Linked DNA regions of Zea mays: region 2 is linked to region 1. A link is a contact called in public Hi-C data. All regions are on one chromosome and are shown on one strand. Each heading gives the region's core, a stretch centred on a gene start, on an enhancer-like site or on the middle of the called end of the contact. The rest is flanking DNA. Distances are from core to core; before and after follow the strand shown. Region 1 holds the start of LOC542675 (fasciated ear2). Region 2 holds the start of LOC100193981.

Region 1 (5,410 bases), core at 1,675-4,174:
TACAAGTAGTGGTAGGTACTGCAGCAAGTTCAGAAAGGAAAAAGGTTTTAGTGGAAAAGTTAGAACCGGATTCCTGCATGAGTCTGATTCTGCACAAGTGCCGAACCCTTTGAAAAGCCACTGATGCTTATTCTCCACCTTATCCAGCTGAAGAAGCTACGGCTATAGGAATTATCAATCTGCAATTACAGCCTGGGTTAGTTTGGTAATGCACAAAACAGAGATATGTATGTTGCCTTGTCTCACACTTTGCAATAAATACATTTGTTGATCATTCTGCAATCACAAACTTTGCGCCTCTGTTCCAAAGTATTACAGTACCAAAAACAGTTGCCGGCCTGCTGGATGCTGCTTCAGGCAGCTATTACCATTGACCTATAAAACTATAGGTGTTACAGGAGCAGCACCAAGAAATAGTCAAGCACATTTGCAGTTTCAGTCACATAATAACAAAGCCTTTTACCCCCAAACTAAGTTCAGACAGAAAGATGATATACATAGCACTAAGAAGAAACATAACGAACTTCACAATCTACACGACTAATCCACTGGATTAGACAATTGTTATCAAATGATCTTCCAGCAAATTGACATAATATAACATCGAAAGGTAGCTCAACAACACTAAATACATGTCCAGTTTTAAACTAGATCAGAACTAAAAACCAAAGAAAATATTTACATCTGAAGTGGTTCACAGTACCAGCGCTTCAAATTATGTGCATCCTTGGTGTCCAATCCTCCAAACACGCCAGGGCTACAACCAAGCACCAGCAGGTGATTGCATTCTATAACAGTAGGAATATTAGAACTAGATCTACACATCCCAAGATCAAGAATATTAGGAAACAATCAAGAGAGCTTGATTGATCATTAAAAGAGACAGCACTTCCTCTTGGCTGAAGATATCCATCTCATATGCTCATATTTCTTGTTAATCAGCTGCAGACCAGAGTCGCTCGAACTTCAAAACAACCTGATTTTGCAATCTCCCCTCTTGTTAATATTCAACCCTCACAGGCCGAAACACGAAGTTTCTTGCATTAGAGGAGCATAGTAAGGTTGCTAATGATACATAGAAGCTAGTCATTGTGCTGATACAAAATGCACCAAGAGATACCCATCCATTCTCTCCATGCCAGCCACCAAGCCAACCGCGGTGATTGCTACCTTCCATTTTCCCTTCTGGAGTCCTTGCATTCTCAGAGCACCCTTTCCCACTGCAAATTCCTGGGTTTCCAGCTAATGCTCCTGGGAACTTCGTTGTTGGCAAAGGCCCAGACAGGCTATTGTAGGAGAGGTTAAGCACCTCAAGCACTGTCATGGCTGCAATTCCAGGAGGCACCTCCCCTGACAGCCCATTATGTGAGAAGTCAAGCGTATGCAACCTCCCCATGCCCCCAAGCCCCGCAGGGATCTGCCCAGCCAAGTAATTACAGGAGAGGTTCAAATACTCCAACCCCTTCATGTCAACCAACCCTTCTGGTATCTCCCCACAGAGCTCATTCCCAGACAGGTCTATACCAGTAGTTGCCTGAACATCATACCCCAAATCCAACTGCCATGACACCGTGTCCACAGAAGCTGACACAAACAATTGGGGTGGAAGCACACTCTCTGATGGAGTCCCCTGACCACCTCCACCGTTAAGCACTTCACTGACATTGAACCCCCCATCTGGGATGAAACCCACAAACTTATTACTAGACAAATCAAGCCACTGGAGCAGGGGGAACGAGAACATCCAGTCAGGTAGGTGGCCGGAGAGCTGGTTACCAGCCAGTGATAAGAACTTCAAGCTCAGCCATTTCGCTACAGCACTGCTGAGCTCACCGGAGATCTCATTTCCTGACAAGTCCACCACCTCCAAAGACCTGCACCCAGCCAGCGGCAGGGGAATCTCCCCAGATATCTTGTTATTCGACAAATCTAGAACCTTGAGACTAGCTAGTGCGTCGAGCTCCGGACGGAGTGCCCCAGAGAGCTGGTTACCCCCAAGCTGCAGGTACAGAAGCTGGAAGCAGCCTGCAAGTCCGGCAGGCACTGAACCGGACAATCGGTTATTCGACAAATCCAGCACCTGCAAATAGGTCAGGTTCCCTATCCCCGGAGGAATGTCCCCGGAAAGCTGGTTGTCCGCGAGAAAAAGCCCCTGCAGGCTCCGTACGGCTGCGATACCGGCGGGGATCTCGCCGGAGAAGCGGTTGTGGGAGAGGTCGAGGAGGAGGAGAGCGGAGTTGTCGGGGTCGGCGACGATCCGCGGCGGGACGGCGCCGGAGATGGCGTTGCGGGAGAGATCAAGGGCAGCGAGGCGCGCGGGGAAGGAGAGACGCGGGGAGAGCGGGAGGCGGAGGAAGTTGGCGGAGAGGTTGAGGGTGCGGAGCGCGGGGAGCGAGGACGGCAGGCAGGTGGGGACAGCCCCCGAGAGCGCGTTGCGGGAGAGGTCGAGCGCGAGGAGCGAGCGCGGGAGGGAGCAGGGAAGCTCTCCCGAAAGCGCGTTGGCGGAGAGGTCGAGCGTCCGGAGACGTCGGAGGAGCGCGAGCGGCGCCGCGGGGATCACGCCCGTGAGGTTGAGGCCCCGGAGCGAGAGTTCGGCAACGGAGGGAGTGGTGACCGAAGGGGCTGGCGCCGTGGCGGGGTGGAGCGACACGCCGAGCCAGGATGGCGAGAGCGGGCCGCTCCACGAGGATAGCGCGGCGCGGGAGGGCGGCGACAGGGACGCGCGGAAGGCGAGAAGCGCTGCGCGGTCGGTGGAGGCAGGGACTGCAGGTTGGGTCGCCGACGCCAGGACGAGGAGGAAGGTGGCCAGGAGCTGATGGGGTAGGGGAGTGGCTGTCAGCATGGTGGTGGACTGGTGGTGGTGGTGGCGGTGGCCGGCAGAACCTGAGTGGTTAGGGTTTTGCAGGCCTCGGGCGTCGCCGCGGCCGCGGAGGATGTGGTCGCTCGGGGCCTCGGGCGTCGCCGCGTGTGGGTCAAATTTTGGAGGAAAGGTGGCGAACAGGCGAAGGCTGTGGAATCTGTGGTGTTTTCCCTCAACTAGGACTCCATTTTTTCCTTCTTGAATGAACTCTAAAATAAGGCAATTTCTTCTTCAAATCTTAAAGCCGCTTAAATTAGCTCTCTACCATGGTTAGAAATAGTTTTTATTTTAGGATGGTTTCAACTTTTTACTAAGAAAATCGGAAAAAGTTTATTTAAAACATTGAAAGTATATAAAAAGTTCAAAAATATTAGAAATAGATTGGGACCGGAGAAAAAAGTATTTAGAGCCCGCGAAAATATATCTATAAGCTTTAAAAATATATTTAGTTCTAGAATAATAAAAAAATATCGTTAAACCCCCAAAATATTTTAATCAAGTTTAAATGTGCTTTGGAAATTTTCTACAACAAAAATATGTGATACAACCAACATAGATGTTAAGGTTGTCTGCAGTACAGTGTGTAAAATAGAGGACGCGAAATTGTGAATGACGCTGCTTGCATAAAGAAGTTTGAAATAGAGGATGATATTGTTTGATACTATTTTATTTTGGTGGTATCTTATATTTTTGTTGTCGAAGTTTTCACAATGCAATTAGAAATTGATTGGGGGGTTCACGATTTTTTTTATATTTTTGTACCTTTTTCATTTTAAAGAGCTAAGTGCATCAATCCTATTTATGGATTTTAGTGATTTGATGACACGAGCTAACAATATTTTATGAGATTTACAATTAAATATAATTATAAAAAAGTACAAAAAATATGAGACCCTTTAATTATAAATTAGTGAAAGATGTGGCACAACAATTCAACTTGAGAGAGAGATTTTAGTTTTAATTCAATCTTCTTTCAAGTATAGTATATCATAAAGAAGGATATAGAAAAAATTACTTGTAGGTGTCAAAATATGCTCAAAACATTATACTCATTAACTCCTAACATTCCCAATAATACTCTAAAAAGGTCTCTTAAAAAACCTCTAAAAGAGCAAGTATTCTCTTTCTTTTATTCGTCCTGTTTTCAACACCACAAAAAATTCTGGACACCGCCTTAACTTTGAACCTTGGCTTTCTGCTGATGTTCCTCTTTCCCCAAAAAATTCTCTCCCCTTGGAAAATTTCAAACCCCCCTTTGGAAAAATTTGAGTAACACCTCTAAACTTCGAAGTTTTGCTTTATGGTATCTTCCTCTCCTTTGGAAATTCTGAACCCTCGAAATTTGAGGTGGGGTGCCCCTTGGGTCAAATCTCTTTGACTATGGATGCACCGAGGTTTCTCTTATCCACCTCAGAAATTCCAAGCCTCCCTAGTTGAAATTTTTGAGAGGGAACCTTCCTGCTCAGCAATGGCTCTCTAGCTAAGACAAGGGGATTTATTTCTCTCACCCTCTTGTTTTCTTGGGGTCAGCCATTTCAATTCACAAAACCACTTTGAAACAAAAGCAAGCTCTCTTTACACTCTCTCATACTTCCTCACGCCCTTGCTAGATTTTCGTCTTGTGAGTGAGATTGGAGTGAGCTCTTCACTAGATCTTGATTTCAAAGAGTAAGATCCATCTCTTGAGCACTTGTGGCACCCATCGGTGATTTCTTTTCCATTTTATTACTTTTGGGGTCTTTGAATCCTAGTTGGCTAGGTGTTGTCTAGCGACACTCCTGATTTGTGTTTGTAAAGGGTGCCTAGAAAGTTTGTATTACCCATTTGTTCTAGTAGAGATCATGGCTTGATTTTTTTGGTCGCTTGAGAAAGAGGGGGGGTTTAAAAAGACTCTAAAGGCCTTTGTGGTCACTCGACAACTGAAACGTAAACACTACTTTGTGGTATAGCCAAACCTTGTGATAAATCATGTTCTCTATATGCTTTTAGCTTGTAATTATATTACTCGTGGCATGATCTTCATTATGCATGTAATACTCAAAAATGTAATAAAGAGGATATAGATAATCTCAATGGTTTGTGGCCTCTCCTATTCATTACATGTGATCAACACTAGTTAAAAGTGGATAATTAGAACGAAGAACACATAAATGACCTGTGCATCATGCCGGATCTTATTTCGTGTGCATTTTTGTGATGATATAAAATATAGTAAACAAGAAAAATAATAAGATAATAGACATCAGAAGTAGAATTAAACCCTAATTTTGAAAATAGGGTTTGGAAAATAAGAAAAAGAGAAATGATATAAAAATATAAAAACATAGATATCCTTAAACTTATTACTGTTAACTGCACAAATATAGTGTAAAAGATGAGCCACAAAGTTTGAATTTAAACTTGAATTCAAAATTTGGATTAGAAAATGGTGAAAAAAAGGAATGAAAAAAAAGAAGATAAAACAAAACCCAACTAATGGGCCTCGTATCCCATATTCGGCCCAACACCAGTTTCCGCGCTACCCAGTTCTGGCCGCTCGCCTCGGCCTCA
Region 2 (5,410 bases), core at 1,290-3,789, 280 kb after region 1:
AAAAATGATGTGGTCTAGAACATCATCTTTCTAGTAATATGCTGCTATTTGCTTCGATGTATAACAAGAGCATAGCTATATGTATAACAAGAGCAAATCAAATGACTGGATGCCAATTCATTTTGTTCGTGTAAATGATGAATCAAGAGCATGGCATAATTCAAATGCATAGGCACAGACAGATGAGAAGATGGCTAAGAAAATAACATGAGCCAACTGTTTTTGAACTTCTACTCATGCTTTCATGATTTTTATTGACCATAAATAAGCTACATGGGAGACCTGTTTTTCTTCCTAAAACAAACCAACAATTGGACAATACATATTCATACATAGCCAGCTTCCTTCAGTACTTTGGGCATAGAGAAATTTCCAATATCCAGAAATGGCCTGATTATTTAGAAGTACTGTCAATTTCAGAATATACTTATTATAATAAGCAAATGTTGCAAGTAGAGAGCCAGATTCATAATTCCCAGAATGCTACCTCACAAACATAGTTTTGTCAAAACTCAAAACTGTAAGGTACTGGAGCGGACTAGTGACAACTGTATCAGTTAACAAGGGGAAATGCACAATCAAGTAACACATACTTTTCTCATTCTAATATATCATTCTTAATAATAACAAATCCCGTTTGCTTAATTATGAGCTTGTATGGGACTGACAGTCATACAGAAATGGGGTCATGGTTTTGTAAAATAAATCAATGATAACATAGTTCAACCGTATGAACCACCTACACAAACTGTGAAAAATATTGTTTGCAGTTGAGCCACATACCCTAGCTGGAAACATCAGAGAATCAAATACCGTATCTGACCAACCACGCAAGGCTGAGTTTACTGACGCCACTTTCTTCTTGACACCTAAATAACATGCACAGTTAGCCATATATAGACATGACAAAAAAAACATACACACATTTAAGAACCAAGAGCAATCGTACGTTTGGCTAGCAGATCCTTATCAACCTTCTGAGAATCATTTTGTGTTGAGTGAAACCCTTCCACCCCATCCTTAGCCCACTCATGACACAGTTTGATATCTTCATCAGATAATATTTTCACTGGGTTCTGTGACCTCTGTTTCTGGGTAGATTTCTCTTTCGTGATGGGCCTGTCCTTCAAAGCAGTGCCTTTAATAGTGTTGGTCACATTACTAAAAGCCTTGCGCTGGGACCTCTCTTTCAGGGTGGAAGTGCCCTTCAAACCTGTGCCTTTGGCAAAGTTGGACAAATCCTGAAGAGCTCTCCTCTCTAGATTCCCAGGATTCTCCGACGGCTTCAGCCCTTTGGTCCTTGATCCAGCAGCCCTCTTACCTGAACATTTAGATAAAAGAGATGTATCTAATTCAGGAAAAATCCTTTTCACGAATTAGTTTTTGATAAAAATGCAATCTCACCTCTATTTATCTGTTGGTTCTCGTCAACAAAAACAGAAGCTGGAGTTGGGAAGGCCATGATGGACCAGACAGCTTCTTTCTCTACCTTGAAAGCCGGGCTAAAATCCAATTGACTGATAAAGAGAAACTAATCATAATATAGAAATAATAAATGCTGACTTCTATACGGTATTTCTGAATTCTGATGTACAGAAACTGAACAAGATTTGAAATAAGCTCTGAGAGGCTTAATTTAATATGGATTTGAAGTACCACTAAACTGCAAACATACTAAACTGGATCAGAATTCAGAAGTACACAACCAGGGGAAGAGTTGCATTTCATCTTACAGAGGTCGATTATGAAATTCCATGTAGCAAAACTGCATAACGAGTACCTCCATTCTAGAATATTTGTCACCCGATAGTTCATTTTTAAACTAAACCGTGACAAATAAAAAAGAACCGAGGAGTACGATTTACCAAGGGGAGACAGTGCCTAGATAGGATCCTGGTGATGTGGCTGTGCAGACTTTATTTGCACACCTATGTGATAGCACTTTCCATTGAGATGACATAGACGGAAGCACCACTAAATTAGTGAACCCAACAACATCAAAAGTTCAAAATGCACATATCCTCTACTATCAAGCCAATCAAGATCTAACTGGCATTTTGCATAAGCATCCGATCTGCATCTGCAAACAAATTAACAATGAAAGAGTCTTCGAACCGCTCCTAAATGATGGATTATGAACCCCACTGAGACCTTGTGTGCCCTCAAGAAGAGAAGGGCCACGGAGGGCTAAGCTCGGAACAGCGAACAAATCCACATACAGGGCATCCCAAGAATAGACCAAACGGACCGAAGTACGTTAGGCTTTCGCTTCAGTGGTTCACATCACAGCGAATGACGGCAAAAAAAAAAGGAAGGAATGGAGGGGGAGAGCGCTAGGGTTTACCAGGACAGGAGAAATCAGGTCGATCTCCACTAGCGGATTCAGCAGCAAGGAGAACGAGGACCGGAGAGCAACCCGCGACAGCGTGCCCCGGTGGAGTCGACGGCGCCAGTTCAACGGGACGAGAAAGGGTTTCTTCTTGCCAAGTATTCGGCGTGCGTGGTAGTTGCGGGAAGCAAGGTGGAGAGGAGGCAGAAAAGCTTTTCTGGTGTGCGCTGCTGCTGCGACTGCGAGGAGGGGAAAAAGGGTAGGGGAGCGCTCTTGGCAACGGTCGGATTTTGGATCGGCTTCGGCTCGGCTCGGGAAACCCGTTCGATTAGTATTTTTTTTAGCCTTTCAACGGGCCGTTCCTGAACTGTGCACACTCCCCGCTCGGCCCATTGTTTCCATGTGAGCTAACATTGGGCCGGCCCAAGTCAGCACGTGATAACCCTAATCAGGAACCCTCGTGCCCGTGCGCATATATATCCCCTCTACTGGCCGAAACCCTTCACCTCGCCGGCGCCGCCATCCTCGATTCTCCAAACTCGATTGGTCGACGTGTTTCCGTTCCCTTCTAGCTTTTGTGAACCGTTAAGCTTGGCAATCCTTTTGTGTTGTTTTTTCATTGATTGCGCCATATTAGTGGTTTTGTGTTGAATTTTTCGTTGATCTAGACAAAAATCGTGTGTGGTTTGCAAGATCAGCTTCTTGTTTGGACCTTGAACTGGATCCGGTTCAGGCAATCGGCAATCATACTGCCATCTTGCGAGATTGAATCCGAGCCAGCTTAAACTCACCTGGATCTGACACCCTCGGTGATTTTCTGGGCCCTTTCGGCTGGCACATCTTTTCTACTACTTTCTAAAAGAAAGAACTGTTCGTCCTTTTTGGGTTGTGTTTCGTTGATGTTCGAGCACAGCAAACGCACTCTGTCCCAAAACCTCTCCATGTTTTGTGGCAATTTCTTCGTTTGCGAGAGGGATGTACCCAGAGATCTCGTCCGCGAGGGAGGCTTGCGCTCTGATCTCGTGGAGGATTTTTTGGAAACATGTGTTTGAGCCGTGTCTTATAGAATTTGTTTCTGATTTTGCGTAAAGTTTAGTATTATTCTTCCTTGTTGGTTGATATCCGAGATGATTATGCTCAAATGAAGAACGGTTAAAATTAAAATAATTCCATTAGTACAGGCTATAAATGCTTTAGGTTTTAAATGCTAAATGGTACTCGTACGAGTTTAGGGTTTAGATTATAGTATGTTCTGACCATATAATCTAAATTGTTTTGAACTATCTAGCCTTTGCTTTAGGTTTTAAATGCTAAATGGTACTCGTACGAGTTTAGGATTTGAGATTATAATATGTTCTGACTATAATCTAAATTGTTTTGAACTATCTAGCCTTTGGAGATTTATCACATGGAATGCAATTCCTCGATGCATTAATCATCAATGCATGAGATGAATATACAATTGTCAAAGCATCGATGTTTGAAATTGGCTTATGCTTCCCAAAACAAATTCATAGTTGTTAGATACGTTGCGGTTACTGGGGAAACACTTTTTAGTGGCATCAACATCTGAACGTCAACTGGGTTATCTCAAGATCCGTCGGTTTGTTGGCGAGCAAGCACGCATTACCGTACAGCATCTTCCACAGAACTTAAAATTAAATGGAAATAAGAAAAATCAAGCATCCAAGTCTTCTAAATTCCCTGTCTGTAGCTACAAAATTATTTGTCAAATAAAAGACTTTGTTGGTTTAGGTGTTGCTAACCTAGCTACCAATAATATTTGCTTACTTAGCAAATGATCATCAATAAGGATGAAGTTTGACATCAAATTCTCAAAAACAAGTATTTGCTATGCACCTCATGAAGATTAAAGATGAATTTTTTTAATCAGGGTCAATTTTAGATAGTTGATGGCTAAGGTGGTTTGTGTATGGATGACCTTTGAATATATCGCTAAAAGAGTAATATCTAAATCTTTTTAATGTGGTGAGTGGAGAAAAATTTGTTCAGTGGCAAAATTTGTTGGCCACAGCTGATTTGTACTCGAGAGAGTTTTCTTTGGGGGCTCAACAAAATAGACTTTTCTCTCCTTTGGAAGCTAAAGATCTCCCTAAAAAATAAAAATTTCTTGTGTTTTTATGGAGGGGTGTAATCCTCAATGAAGATAACCATGCAAAATGAATGTGGTTGGAAATTTTGAACTGTAAACATAACGAGAGTATTCGTTGTCTTTTATTTGATTGTTATATTGCTAGAAATATTTGGAGAACCATTTTCTTTGTATTCCATGTAGACAAATCTTATAGTATTAATCATATTATAGGGGCTTGGTAATCCAACAAAGAAATGACACAGAAGAAATTTTTAATTGGAGTAGCAGCAATGTTTTGGTTTACTTGGCTTTTCTGTAATAAAGTTTTTAATCTTAAACCAATATGGTCCATTCTACAAGTCATTTTTAGAGAAACACATTGGCTCCGATTTTAGAGATTGTTGCAAAAACAAGATTCTCATCCAAAAGTTCTTGATGTCTGTCATTCCTTTGAGGGGGTGGCCATGGAGATCTTCCCATGCTATGGGTGGCGATCTAATGCTAGGACTGTGGCTGCTTAGTTTTGTTTATGGTTTCAATCAGATAATTGTTTTCTTTTCGTGGTTTTTTTTGTACTATGCATGAATTTGCAAAAGGCTAGAACTTGTTTCCATTTTCAAAAAAAAAAAGTCTCCTATCTGCCCATCCACCATTTTTTATTCACGTAAGTTGTAAGAGACGATGATGTCTAAGGGGGTGAATTAGAATTTCTAAAAACTTCACTCTAAACTAGGCCACAAATAAATCTATAGAACAAAACCTATCCAAAAAATATAAACTACATTGTGTAAACTAGACTTTGACTAAGTGTTGCTATCTCTACTGCAAAACATTTTTGTAACCTAATCCAATCCTAAATATTCTAACTAGAAAGGAGAGAATAAAACTTAAGTACTTAATGTAAATGTAGAAAGTAAAGAGCAAAGGTAGAGATGCAAACTCCTGTGTATGACGCTAATGTTTTTACCGAGGTATCCGGAATCACG

Evidence for each region. Hi-C and Micro-C count contacts between places; a contact is called where the count stands out from the background.
Region 2: a Hi-C map of leaf shows a contact between it and region 1, with 6 times the contacts expected there. The contact joins the promoter of LOC100193981 here to the promoter of LOC542675 in region 1. A contact is called at or near these places in 4 of 25 Hi-C or Micro-C datasets (ear, endosperm, leaf and 1 more).

Annotation. Positions count from the first base shown.
Region 1 is chr4:138,680,378-138,685,787 of Zm-B73-REFERENCE-NAM-5.0, forward strand. LOC542675 (fasciated ear2) reads right to left here and starts at 2,925. Exons shown (of 1, transcript NM_001112192.2): 1 at 535-2,925. The coding sequence starts at 2,842. The coding sequence ends at 1,001.
Region 2 is chr4:138,959,609-138,965,018 of Zm-B73-REFERENCE-NAM-5.0, forward strand. It overlaps LOC100193981, which reads right to left and starts at 2,540. Exons shown (of 6, transcript NM_001139048.1): 1 at 2,345-2,540; 2 at 1,405-1,517; 3 at 950-1,321; 4 at 784-869. The coding sequence starts at 1,462.